Linked DNA regions of Sus scrofa: region 1 is linked to region 2. The links are chromatin contacts, called in public Hi-C maps. All regions are on one chromosome and are shown on one strand. Each heading gives the region's core, a stretch centred on a gene start, on an enhancer-like site or on the middle of the called end of the contact. The rest is flanking DNA. Distances are from core to core; before and after follow the strand shown. Region 1 overlaps EXT1 (exostosin-1). Region 2 overlaps SAMD12 (sterile alpha motif domain-containing protein 12).

Region 1 (6,931 bases), core at 2,144-4,643, 330 kb after region 2:
TTCATTGCCCCCTCGGTAGACTTCATTATTAGGTAGGTAACACCAGCATGATTGTCCCCTTTTGTAAATAAGTATGGATTCAGAGCTGGAGTAACTTACATAAAATCAAACTGTGACAAAGTCAGGGCCAGAAAACTCTATTTTCTTGGTGTTCGTTTGTGCGGGTTCCATCCTATCATTCTATATAAGTATCTCTTAAAGACATTCTTTTTCTTTAAAATGTTTTTCTGAAGACATTTTTAATGGGATCTGGCTTTCATAGCAGATGGCATTTGGAGAAATTGATGAATCTTCAGGTTAACCAGCGATAGGAGGCTGGTTTGCATAAAACAAAGAGGAAAGAGGACTTCTCTTATATCCTTTTAGAAGCTAGTCCTGTAGACAAGAAGGACAGACTTGTGGTTGCCAAGGGGGAAGGGCTTGGAATGGGGATGTAGTGGGAAGATGTTATACATGAAAGAGATGATCAACAAGGTCCTACCATACAGCCCAGAGAACTATATTCAATGTCCCATGATAAACCATAATGTACACGTTTTTTAAAAGTGTATATATGTGGACAACTGAATCACTTTACCGTACAGCAAAAATGAACACAACATTATAAATCAACTCTACTTCAACATAAAGAGAAAGAAACTTGTCCTATGGAATTACCCTTGTGAATGGGCCAGCATTTGGGACAATTTATGACCTCACAGGTGTCGTTTGCTAAGATCTGGCATTCATTTGACAAACATTGTCTTAAAAGATGGCTGCGGTCCAAGCACAGGTCTAGGGGCTGGGGTCCCAGCAGTGAAGAGGAGCAGTAAGCCCCTGCCCTCATGGAATAAACATTATATCGAGGAAGAAAGACAAAAAGCCAGGAAGACGCATATGTGCGTGAGTTCAGACAGTGGTGAATCCCAGGACAGACATGAATGGAGCTGGGCTGCGAGGGCCGCTCTGCGGAGGGACTGTTTGTCTGAGGGCTGATACGCATCTTGAGTCCATCTGGGAGAAGAATGTTCCCGGCGGAGGACTAGCAAGTACAAGTCCCTGAGATGTTCATGAGTGTGGTGTTTCTAGAAACTGAGAGAAGGGCAGTGTAGCTGTAGAAGGTGAGTGAGGAGAGGGGCAGCAGGAGCTGTGGGCAGAGGCCAGTTCTCACGGAGCCCTGTCATCCAGGGCAAAGTGACCAACTCTTACTCTAAGTGCCATGAGGCGTCAGTAGAGGGTTTTCAGCCTGGGTGTGACATTTTAAAGATAGCTTTGGTTGCTCTGTGGAAAATGTATCTTAGGGACATAAGATTGAACCTATTTTGACCCAAAACTACTAAGAACCAACATATGCTTCTTGCGGCTCTGCTCCTATGGAAACCCTGCGGAGTAGAATTAAGGACATAGAGGAAGGGGGGCTGCTGAGGAGACTCTGGGTCCCATGGACTTATAAAAACCAGGAGGGGGCAGCTCCCAGAGGGGTTTGGCATCTTGTTTTTCCAGTGCTCAGCATGCGATGTGGCACATAGGAGCTGCTCAGTTTTCATTTGTCCAGCAAATAAGTATCAGGGCCCAAAGGCATCTTAAGGGCCATCTGGTCTACCTCTTCCCGCCCCCCCCACCCCCCCCCCCCCGCCCCGGCCCCATCACATTCTTAAATTTTCTCTTTGTCCCACAACCTCTTCCCAAAATGAGGCCACCTAGGAGCTGGCTGGCTCCTTAACTGCTTCTCAAGGGGAACAGTGCTGAGCAGAGCTGGTTGGAGGAGAGGAAGAGGTGACTCAGAGCTTCACAGACTCTTTCCCCCAGGGCACTGTTGTGCTTCTGCCAAAGGAAAAGGCAAAAATCTAGACTTACGGGCTTTCCTAGTCTCCAGTGACCAAACCCTTCCTGGGAGGGTGATCTTGTAAATAAACAATATGTGGTATCAGAGAGTTAATCATAACAGATTTTTATGTCTCGTGGACACACTGTACACCTGTACGTTTATATATTCACATACCCAGATGGGAGAGATTAAACTTTCCAGAGACCACAAGCTTCATGCAGCTTTCATATTACATCGGTGTCCTATGGTTTTGTTTTGTTTTGTTTTGTTTTGTTTTAAGATGCACCATCTCTGCCTAGCCAGAGTTCTGTGGTCTCATTTGCTTGCTCAGTGCAAAAGGCCTAGGAGCGAGCTGACCCTGACTGGCAAAGTCAGAAGGTAAGAGCCCAGGAATGACAAAGATAGGAAAGGAGATGGGAAGTGAGGGTAGCTGAAACCAGCATCATTTCATTAGCTGTATGCAATTGGATTCTCAAGGTATTTTATAATCACTTAAGTGCAACGACCAGATGAAAGGCTTCAGCACTGACCAAGAATGCGGGGTATGTCAGGTTCGCCACCGAATGGCCCCTAGGTGCCTACTCTAATGACGTGAACAGCCCAGCAGGAATTCCAAGCATCCTCTTAATCCCAGTGCTGACCAAGGTTGGCTGTGCAGGAAAGAATGTCTTGGCCCAGGAAGGGGAGGGGTCAGAACACCGGGGGAAGCCCAGTTATCTTTGAAGGATGGGGAGTCATCACCTTTGCAGTGTTTATCATTACAGAAGCCAGAAAGAGATGCTCCAGGTTTGTTTCGTTATTTATTTTTTTTTGAGCTCCAACATGGAGGAAAGCCAGGAGACAGTTCAGTCTGAAGAGAGCTGTGCATATATTTAGCTTGATTTGCAAATAATGCTATTTATCGGGGCTGGTGAAACACACATTCCCCACCCCGCATCCCCCCACCCCCTTCATCAGGGTGCAGAGAGAAGACGAAATTTTTAACAAGCTGCCAGGCCTTGGGAAATAAAGACAGAGAAAGGATAGAAAACGTACAAAAGAAAGATGCTGTATATAAAAGACGCCTTTTTCCATTGTCTAAGTCAGTCTGGCTCAGCCTGAACATAGGAGTGAAAATCATCTGGGGAGGCCTGGCGTAACTAAGAGTCAGACATGTTGTTAGTAGCCAAAGAGGTTGTTGTAACTGCAACGAAAGGCTTGAATCTCTTCTTTGGGTCTCTGTTGCTTCCACAGCCCCCCTGCACACTAGTGAACACTGAGCATTTTTCATCTATTCAATACCTGGGTTTGAGGGGCTGCTACGGGCCAGGCTCTGGGGGTAGGTGTTGGTTTGAGAGGAAGGACCGTGGTCCTGCCTCCTGGAGCCCAGTGGAAGGAAAACAAGAGAACAGGCAATTAATCCAGGGGGAGCACTGGACGGGGCAACAGCAAGAAGGTGTCTGGCCAGGTCTGGGGATCAGGGTGGAAGGGAAGCAGTGGAAGCAGAGGAGGTGTGTGGGCAGAAGGACCCCGTCCACAGCCTGCTCCCTGGGACATGGCCTGTCCCTGAGGAGGAGTTGCCATCGAAGCTTGACACCCCATGCTGCCAGCCTGGGCGCTGGGCTTCTTAACTTAGTCTACACTTCCTGGCCCTGATCCACTTGGCTCGTCTTCGTGGTGCAGAGCCTGGTGAAAGGTTAATGGTAAGATAATGACCTCGGGCTTCTCGCTTGCCCTCGGGGTCTGTCCCAGACATTTAGCTCCTGCAGCCAAGACCTTGCTGTGCCTCTTCTGGACCCACGTATCCATCTGAGGTCAAGCTTGCTGCTGGCTCTTTAATTGCCATTCCCCTCCCTCCCCCCCGTACCCAGAGAGCCCTTTATTTAACATTTTCAGAACTGCTTTATTTCCAAACAGAGTTTAGACCCATGCATCCTGGAATTGCATTTATCTTGGAGCAGTTTGAAATTTGGTATTTCTGAGCACAAAAGCCGGTGCCACAATACCTCTCCTCCCTCAGACGGCTTCCTGAGATTAAGGTCCCCTGGCACAAGGTACTCAAATGCTCTTTCATTTTCCCCTTTTGCTGCATCCTACCTTCTAGGCAGCTCTGAGAGACAGCAGAGCATACATACACTGTGAATCCTGCCTTTCTGTACAAGCCCCACAAAACCTCTGTGACTCAACTTCATCATCTGTAAAATGGGGCCATTTTACATGTGGTTGTAGAGGGAAAGGGTTGGTATGAATACAGATTGTTTTGCCCCCACCCCCAGCAATGGGAAACATGTAATCAGTGGGGGGAGGAGTTATTATTATAATTGTTATCATTAATGGCTGTCCTTTTTTTTCACTTGCTTTTACATATTAGCCATTGAGCTGCTGTGTAGTAAGCGGGGACTGAGATGGTCGACTCCATCACGTACCTGGAACATGTTGAATTCATTACCACCTGGCTAAGGGTATAGTTCTGCGCTGTCAGTGGATATTGAGGGTAGAGATGGGGTGGGGGAGTTTAGACTTGATATAGGATTATGATCCGTTGTTCAGACATGATGTTTGATTTCAAGGATCCGTCTGACTCTCTCCTCTTCCCTGTGAAAAGCAGGTGTATCAATATGCGCCTCCGGGGTGGCCGTGAGACTTAAATGAGGGGTGTGCAGGGCCGTTCCCACCTCCCCTGGGGCCTCCCGTCCTAGCTAGAGCCCACACCCCGTTCCTCCCACCTTTCCCAATGTTGAAATGGATCCTGAATGGATCCATAAGCAGATGGGCTTCCATGGAAAGCTAAGGCATGTGAAAGGGTGGACAGCTGGGGACCGGCAGCATCGTTCTGAGGAGCATCACAAAGAAATCAATCCCTAGGCCTTGGACTGACCCAGAGATGCGAGCAGCAGGCAGTGCTCAGGGTGGAGTGGCCCTGCCATCTCCAAATAGCTATTGAGTGCCTTCCCACTGGGAGCCATCGAGTGTCCCTGAGGCAGCAGCCGCCATGGTCAGCCAGGCCCAGCACCAAATGCCAGGATAACCCACCTGTATCTACCCAACACCAGAATGTAGAGTAGCTTGTTCCTGGGCACAGAGATCATGTGAAGCAACAGGCTTAGTGGGTCTGGTGAATTCTCAAAGCCCACAGGGACCCCTACTTTTCCATGTGTCAATTACAAAGAGAGATAGAACCGTGGCCACTGGACCCATTTTCCAGCTACAAGACTCTGAATCATTCCCACTTGAGTGTTTCTTAGTTCAAATCTGCCTTGGGCCAATTGCATATTATTGTATGCTGTGAACTTTTGGGTATTCTCAAAAATAATTGAAAATTTAAGCATTAAATCTGTAAAGTCCAAGAAAGGGCCTAAGGCAACATAGCTATTAAGTAACAAAGCACCCTCTTGGACTGAACCCCTGGTGTGACATGGGGCAGAGGAGAGGCCTTTTAAGTGATAGCTGTATCTTGCCAATGCTCTGAACTAGGCGAGCTGTTGAGGACTTGACTGCCTAAGGAAAATTACTTTCAGACACTGCATTTGTGAGAGCTGCCCCAGGAGGGGGCATCATGTAGTGGAAAGCAAAGGCCCTTTAGAATTGAAAAGCCAGAGCTGCGGCCCTGGAGGCACCATAGCTGTGACCTGCGTTGACTAGATTATTGGCTTGGAACTTACTGCTCACCTGTGAGGTTGGGTTTTATCAAGTCCTAAGAGTTCCTTTGGTAATATTGTCATTCTTCAGCTTGAGCCCTTCAGTGATTCATGATCGCCTGCACAGGGTCATGTCTGAGGGCCAGGAGATAATCACACGTGATCTTCCCAATGGGACCCTGCCTGCACCAGCAGCCTCATCACCCCCTCTCTGCCCCCCCCCCCAAATCTGGGGGCATTTATCTCACCTCTGTGTCTTTGTTCCTGCTCTGCTTTCTCCCCCCCCCCCAAAATGCCCATCACTTCCTCTCAGCTCTTTGCCAGACTGACTCTTGCTCTTCCTTTAATATGTACCTTAAAGTCTCCATTCCTGCAGAAGGCATCCCTGCTTCTCTTTGACCCAAGTCATGGCTATTGTTTCTCTTCTCTTCATAACCCTCAGCCCTTGCCTCCATCTTCCCATTTCCCTTCCTGAATGACAATCATTTAATAACACATACACCTTTTCCCTGAACCATCAGTTCCTTGAACAGTACTTGAGACATGGTAGGCATTCACCTACTGTTTGTTGAATGAATGAAAAAAATCACAGAGGAGGTGCTAAGTAATAAGCTCTTTTATTTCCCTTCTCCCAGAGGCAGCTACAACAGTCATAGATTGTCCTGGGGTGCTTTTTTCTTCTTCTAGGGGATGACATTCCAACTTGGTATAAGCAAAGAAGATTAAGTACTTATGAGGATGGGGACTGAGAGGGAACCTATCAGTTGTAGATGTTAACTGCCTTTATAAATAAATACTTGAGAAAAACTGTAGCAACATCAGGGGAGACTAGAATCGTGTGACTACAGAGACGAGGGTCTGGCTCACTTGCTTCCTCCCTTTCCTCTATGATTAGCAAAAAGCAGGCCCACGTGGCAGATGTCACCCCCCGGAGGAATTGTGGCATGCTCAGGAGGCACTGGGAGCTCGCTGCACCAGCAACATCCCTGTCTGTGGGGCTTTTGATAATAAGGCAAATCCTTTCAATTAGAAGCTGCTGTTGTGATTCACAGCTTCTGATTTCATTTTCTTTTAAAGGGTCAGCTCCACGTTTCTCCCCACCCTGTCTTTGGGAATGCTGTTCTCTTTTCATTTCTTTGTTACTTTTTTGAAACGTTTTTATTCCTCTTAAACTGATATAATTTGTACAAAAACTTACCGTTGTGTAGTGTGTTGCAGGTTCTACTGTATGTACATGTATATCTTTGAGGCACAGAGAAGCTAAAGAGTTTGCACAGAGGCACACAGAAAGGGGTAGAAGCAGAACCCAAATTCTTCAACCCAAGTTTTCTCACTTGGAGTCAGCCTTGCATTACATTCTGTTGCCTCTCTTCCATCATAGGTATCATTTCTACATTGTTTATAATGTGCCCATGCTTTAGTTCAAATGTATCATTTAATCCTCACAGTAGAAGCATTATCCCCATTCTGCCAGCCAGGAGACTAAGATGTAGACAAATTAAATAAC
Region 2 (7,699 bases), core at 758-3,257:
GGACACATTCTTAGCATGTTATTCACCATATAGTAAGTACCTGGTTACTGACAATGCTTAGTATTACAGTAGTTGTGGTCTATAGACTCTGTGTTAGTCGATGTTATCCCCAGAAACAGAGCCAATAGGAGCTATTGGATATATATATTTTTTTTCATATTATATATAGTCATATATATCAACATATGTCTTGTAGATAAATGGACTGATCGATCTATCTAAAGATGATAGATAGATAGATAAACTAATTTACTATAAGGAATGACTCACAATTTTGAAGGCTGAGAAGGCCCACGTTCTGCAAGCTGTAGCCCCAGGCAAGCTGATAATTTAAGTTCAAGTCTGAGGCCAAGTCTAAAGACAGGAGAACTGATATCCCTCAGCAAACATGAGTGAATTCCCCCTTACTCAGCCTTTTATTCTACCCAGGCTTTCAATTGTTTGGACAGGGACCACCCACGGTAGAGAGAGCAATTTGCTTTACTCAGTCAAATGTTAATCTCTTCCAGAAACACTCTCCCAGACACACCCAGAATAATGTTTCATCAAATATCTGGCCACCCCATGGCCCAGTCACATTGACACATAAAATTAGCCGTCACAGAGCCATCGTGGTCTCCAGTTTACTCGGGGTGATGAGAAGTTACAGACTAGTTTGCATGTGTCGTCTCTTTTATTGCTCTTAACCCAAGTCCTCTGCTATCCTGATACCTGGTTTCTGGTCTCCATCTTCATGCAGTCGGGGCTAGCATCGATTTCTTCAGTGCATTCTCAGGAGGCAGGCAACCCCCTCCTCCAAACTATCAGGGCGCAGGTAGTAGCAGAAATGAAAACAGTGCACTGACAACACATGTGACTTCTTCCACCAAAGGGCTGGTTAGCAGAGTCGAGTTTTATTGCCACATAAATCCTCCCTTGTCCTTCTTTTATCTCCTAACTTCTTTTGGACATACTAATTAATTAATTGAGCATACCTGTTTAAATCTTCCCATCTTGATGATGATAATGGTATGCCTTTGAGGGTTCTAAAAGTTAGAAATGATTTAGTATTAGAGGTTTTGATTACATTGAATATAAAATCAAATAAAATGAGCAAATGATGAAGAGGGGGAGTGAGGTTTGAAATCAGCCTGGTTTCTTGTATACACAAGAGGCACACTTAAGTTGGTTTTTATCTTGGCCTATTCTGGGAATGATATATTTGGCTCACAACCAGCAATAGAAGATAACAAGGACCTGTATCCTTTAAACCAGCCTCAGCGCTATTGACATTTTGAGCTGGATAATTCTTTGAAGTGAGGGTCTGTCCCATGCATTCCAGGATGTTTAGCAGGGTTCTTGGCCTCTACCTACTAGATGCCAAGAGTATCTCCTAAACTGTGACAACCAAAAATGTCTCCTGACATTGCCAGAGGGGGTTCCCAGTTGCACCCAGTTGAGAACCACTGCTCTAAACATAGAACAGGTTTTAGATTGTTAGATAGAAATTTACCAACTTTCTCTAGGTCAGACCTCTTATTTAAGGCCTTAGATAGGGTTCACATTTGATGAGCATTCTTTTTTTTTTTTTCTTTGCTTTTTTGGGCTGCACTCGAGGCATATGAATATTCCCAGGCTAGGGGTTGAATCCGAGCTGCAGCTGCTGGCCTATACCACAGCCACAGCAACACCAGATCCAAGCTGCATCTGTGACCTACACCACAGCTCATGGCAACACCGGATCCCCATCCCACTGAACAAGGCCAGGGATCGAACCTGCATCCTGATGGATCCTAGTCAAGTTTGTTACCGCTGAGCCACAACAGGAACTTCGTGATGAGTGTTCTTTTATACAAACACAGCTACTGGTTTTGTGTCCCACATTCCTATTGCAGTTTAGGAACTTGCTTTCTTAACCCACCTTTCTTTTCTTCTTTCCCAAATACACCCTTATGACTGGAGTGGGGCAGGTGGCACTGGACACAGTCCATTCCAGATCTGTTCTAGAATCCTCTGCCAAGCTGGCCTTTGCCTCCCAGGCCAGCTTCTCCTAGCCTTTGAAGTGTCTGCTGTGAACTCTATCACAGGACTGCCTGTTGGCGTCTGCACTAATCTGGGTGAGAGTGGAAGCCAGCGTGTGTCGACTGTGGCCTTGGCAGGCGAGAAGAGTATTATCTGTCACTGGCGGGTGCAAAGGCTTGCCCTTCGGGCCATGTTATTTCTGTTTCCTGGCCCCCAGCTGTGGCATTAGTGCATTGACCTATTTCTATCTCTAGTTTCTCTAGGGAATTTTAGAACGTTGTGACAATAATATTAATAAAAAATAATAGCCATCATTTAGCAAATATTGACTATTTGCCAGATACTATGCAAAGTACTTTTTGTATGAGCCCATTTCATCATTACAGCAACCCAGTGAGGTGGGGATTATCATCACCATGTTAAAGGTGAAGGCATTGATGTTTGGAAAAATTCATGTTTCTAACATCATACAGCTGGAAGTGGTGAGCCTTAGATATCAACCAGATCTGCCTGACTCCAGAACCCCACACTCTTTAATCACTGGGCTCTAATGCATCCTATTCACCTTGGACTCTGAAGCTATTGAACTGACCAGGTGATTGGTTTCCAGAATGTCTAAACTAGTAATGTGGACCCATCGAAAAAAGATTTGAGAAAGGGCTTGTTACTGTTGGTTAGCTGCAAATCCATATGTGGCCAGTTCTGGGATGTACATATTCCTGGAACAATCCTTAGATGTAGAGAAAGAAATAGGAACAACCCCCCTCCCTATATGCAGATTCAAGTAATTCAGGTAAAATTAGGTACTGAATTAAGCCCTGAAAAGGAGAGGGGGGGAAACACTCTTCTTCTCCAACATCATTCCTGTCTTCATTATTTTACAACTATTTATTAAGAAGCACTTTCTGTATACTTGGCACTGCACTTTGCATTAGGAAGATACATGACAGTTAAGACGTGGTACCACCTTCAAAAAATTTAGGAGGAGATGATGGACACATTAAAATAGAATGGTGGGTTTGCTGGTAAACACTTACGATGCCATGCTGGCATCCAAGGATAAGTTGTCAGCTGTTTCTAGAGGGAGAGAAGGCTTCGTAAAGAATGTGACACTTGAAGCAGTCTTGAAAAACAGAGTAATGGGTGTTCACTAGAGTGTGAGGGTGTAAAAGAATTCATCCAATCACGAGGAAAGGTTGAGCAAAAGTTGTAAATAACTTAGTACATATGAGGAGCTAGAGGTTGTCTGGGATATGAAGCCCTTAGGATGGACAGGTGAAACCGTACCACACTCTTCCTTCCCCCTTTAAAGATCCAGAGCCATCTACCATTTATAACAAACCCACAGATAGGAAAGGTGAAGAGCTTCCTGCTAAATTCAGCAACAGGAAGAGGATGACCAATCTTGCCACTTCTGTTTAACATAGTATTGGAAATCCTAGGCATAGCAATCAGACCAGAAAAATAAATGAAAGTTGTCCAGATTAGAAGGCAAGAGGTGAAAAATCACTATTTTCAGATGACTTGATACTGTATGTAAAGAACCCTAAAGTCGCCACACCTGTTAGAACTAATAAATGATTTCAGGAATGTATCAGGATGTGAGATTAATATACAGAAATCTTTTATGTTTCTATAAACAAATAACGAAATACCAGAAGGAGAAAGTAAAAAAAGATCCCATTTTAAATCATATCAAAAAGAATAAAATACCTAGGAATAAATGTAACCAAGGAGGTGAAAGACCTATACTGTGAAAACTAAAGTATTGATGGAGGAAATCGTAGATGTACAAAGTAGTGGAAAGATATCCCATACTCTTGGAATGGAAGAATTAATGTTGTTAAAATGGCCATACTACCCAAAGCAATCTCCAGATTTAATACAACCTTTATCAAAAAACTCATGAACTTTTTCAAAGAACTAGAACAAATAATCCTCAGATTTATATGGAACCACAAAAAAAAAAAAAAAAAAAAAAAAAACAGAACTGCCAGAAAAATCCTGAGGTGTGGGGGGGAGAGAACAAAGCTATAAGTATAACCCTTTCAGGCTTCAGACTATACTACAAAGCTATATTAATCAAACAACATGGTATTGGCTCAAAAACAGACTTATAGACCAATGGGACAGAATAGACAGCCCAGACATAAACCCTTACACCTACAGTCAATTAATATTGACAAAAGAGGCAAAAATACAAGGAGAAAAGACAGTCTCTGGGGGTTAATAGATGCAAACTATTGCTTTTGGAATGGATTGGCAATGAGAGCCTACTGTGTAGCACTGAGAACTATGTCTAGTCACTTATGATGGAGCATGATAATGGGAGAAAAAAGAATGTATATATGTATGTAACTGGGTCACCATGCTGTACAGTAGAAAAAAAAATTGTATTGGGGAAATAACAATTTAAAAAATTAAAAAAAAACAAGAGGTGTTGAGAAAGCTGGGTAGTTACATGTAAAGCAATGAAATTAGAACATTCCCTTACACCATATGTAAAAATAGATTAAACTCAAAATACGTTAAAGACCTAAAAATAAGACATGACACCAGAAAACTCTGAGAAGAGAACACAGGCAAAAGTTCTTTGACCTAAATTATGGCAGTGTTTTCTTATATTAGTCTTCCAAAGCAAAAGAAATAAAAGGAGAAATAAACAAATGGGACCTAGTCAAACTTAAAAGCTTTTGCACAGCAAAGTAAACCATAAACAAAACCAAAAGACAACCTATAGAATGGGAAAAAATATTTGCAAATGATGCAGCTGACAAGGATTTACTCCAAAATATATAAACAGTTCATAAAACTCAACACCAACAAATAACTCAATAAAAAAAAATTAGCAGAAAAACCAAATAGACATTTCTCCAAAGATATACAGATGGCCCACAGGAACATGAAAATATGTTCAACATCACTAATTATTGAAAAATTACAAATCAAAATCACAAATATCACCTAACGTTGGTCAGAATGGCTATCATATAAAAGTCTACAAATAATAAATGCTAGAGAGGGTGTGGAGAAAAAGAAACCCTCCTATGCTATTGGTGGGAGTGTAAATTGATGCAGCCACCATAGAAAACAGTATGGAGATTCCTCAGAAAACATATAGAGTTACCATATGATCCAGCAATCCCATTCCTGGGTATATATCTGGGAAAAAATGAAAACTCTAATTCAAAAAGATACATGCGCTCCAGTGTTCATAGAAACACTATTTTAATATCCAAGACTTGGAAGCCACCCAAATGCCCATCAACAGACAGTTGGTTTAGAAAGATACACACACACACACACACACACACACACACACACACACACCACACAGTGGAATGTTACTCAGCTTCAGAAAGAATGAAATATTGCCATTTATAGAGACATGGATGGACCTAGAGAATATAATGATTAGTGAAATAAGACAAAGACAAATACCATGTGATATCACTTATATATGGAATCCAAGAAATAACACAAATGAATGTATGTACAAAACAAGCATATTCACAGACATGAGAAGCAAATTTATGGTTTCCAAAGGGGAGAGAAGCAGGGACAAATTAGAAATATAGGATTAACAAACTACTATACATAAAATAGAAAGGCAATAAGGATTTACTATATAGAATGGGACTTAGTATTTTGTAATAATCTGTGGAATGGAATGGAATCGCAAAAAAATATGAATCACTACAGTACACCTAGAATTAGCACAATATTGTAAATCAACTATATTGCAATTCTAAAAACACAAAAACAAAAATATAAAGAGCCAGAGCCATCTAATACAAATTGCTGTTTTTATATTTTGACTTCATAGAGCTTTTACATACCCGATGGCATGTATGTAAAAGCCATGATTCCTGTTGCATGTAAAAAAAAAAAAAAAAAACTCTAACCAAGTGATAACGGCAGAACCCATCACTTCACATCTGTGATAAAAGCCAGTGGTTCAAGCTTTGTACTGGGCATACCCCTTGCATAGACAACCTGAGTAAACAGGGACCTCTTGCTCCCACCTAAAGCCCGCTCACCATGGTGACACATTCACAGGAAACACAACTAACTACAAAAGCATCAAAGAGTAGTAAATACTGATTCCATGGAAAGATGGTCCAGGTGGCATCAGGCCATCCACACTCTTCTCTTGGGCCATCCCACTTCTCAAGGTCTCTCTCCTAGGGCAGCCATCACCCTGGATCTCCTACATCACTCCTCACACCCCAAGTTTGTCTCTCTGTGGCCTCTACTTCTGTGTATTTTCAGGTCTTGTAGGAGCAGCTCTCTCTTCTAATATCTCCATCTTTTTAATGTGAACTAACTTAGCCACCAGATTCTTCCCTGCCCAGTGGAGCCCTTCACTGTGCTGACTGGGCTTGTGGATGTACACAGAATCCTACCTGGAAGATAGGAGAATGGAAAATATTCTGAATGCTTATACTTGACATATTTGTCCCTGTCACTAGAATGGGACACAGCTAAGTCTGAGTACAGATTTGACCCTCACTAGCAGTATGACCTTGGATGAATAATGCCCCGGGCCTCAATTTTCTCATCCACAAAATGGGGATAATTCTGTCTATCCTAAGAACTGTTCTGGAGTACCACAGGTGAAAGACCTTTAAAGTCTCATGGACTCAGCTTATGTCCATGATTGTGGTATATGCTAAAATTAGGCACGTCTGCTTTGCATCAGCTCTTAGAGGTCCATGTGGAAGACATGGTTATTTGGAGAAATAGCGACTGTGATAAACCTAGGTATCACCTCCTGACTCAGGATCCAAAGGAGAGTCATTAATTGGCGTTTACTCTTTCTTATCATGATTCACTTCTGAAGTTTACTTTTTACATTTAGGTTATTCTTAATAATGCTTTTCCAAGGTCACACACTTTCCAGAGCTGATTTTAGCAAGTCTCAGTGCTGGTATACAGTGTCAGATTCCTAGAAATCTGTTATTTCAGCTGTCCTGCTCCCTTGCAGTTTGGCTTGGATGAAAGATATTTACCTGTGTCAGTTTTTAATTCCCTTTAATAATACTGGTGTGCTATCATGTAATGAATTTATAAATATTTATTTTCTAAGTAGTATTAGGGAATGAAAATAACTGTGGATACTTTAGTTATTAGTCAGAGCTCCTGGGTCAAAGTTGCACTTTTATGAACCTAATTTTTGTTGTTCTTTTAGAAAAAATATGAAAGCAATAATAAAAATCCTAAAGCCTACACCATTTCCCTCACATTTCTTTTCTATACGTATGTGTAAGTTTTACGCTGCAGTATATCATAGCTGTTCACCATGTTGCTACATAATCATTATAATTATTACTTTAATGACCATGTAATCATCCATCATGTTAATGTACCACAATTTACTTAACCTAAATTTTCAACAATAGGAGACTGGTTATTTTCTAATTTTTCTACTATTATAAATAACCTCTAGGTTGCATATTTGTGCATTTAGCTTCTTTCGCTTTTTTAAGACTCTTTCCTTCAGATATGGTCCTAGAATGGGAGCACTGGGTCAATGAATGTGAATTTTTAATAGTTTTCAAATAAATTGTCATTATTTTTCCAGTTTGCCCTGCAATATGTTAGTATTCTACTTTTATTAAACCTTGTTAGTAGTGTATATTATTTTATATTGAATACACTTAAATAGTATCCCGCAATATGTTAGTATTCTACTTTT

Evidence for each region. A called contact is a pair of places that touch in the nucleus more often than the background predicts.
Region 1: a Hi-C map of heart right ventricle shows a contact between it and region 2, with 2.0 times the contacts expected there. The contact joins two enhancer-like sites.

Annotation. Positions count from the first base shown.
Region 1 is chr4:20,885,793-20,892,723 of Sscrofa11.1, forward strand. All of the region lies in intron 1 of EXT1 (exostosin-1), which reads left to right. Among named protein-coding and RNA genes, the nearest start is that of EXT1, 240 kb to the left of the region's middle. Within about 2 kb of position 3,394, at least 13 of the 83 cell types and tissues checked have an H3K27ac peak or open chromatin away from gene starts, as enhancers often do.
Region 2 is chr4:20,553,099-20,560,797 of Sscrofa11.1, forward strand. All of the region lies in intron 4 of SAMD12 (sterile alpha motif domain-containing protein 12), which reads left to right. Among named protein-coding and RNA genes, the nearest start is that of EXT1, 88 kb to the right of the region's middle. Within about 2 kb of position 2,008, at least 2 of the 83 cell types and tissues checked have an H3K27ac peak or open chromatin away from gene starts, as enhancers often do.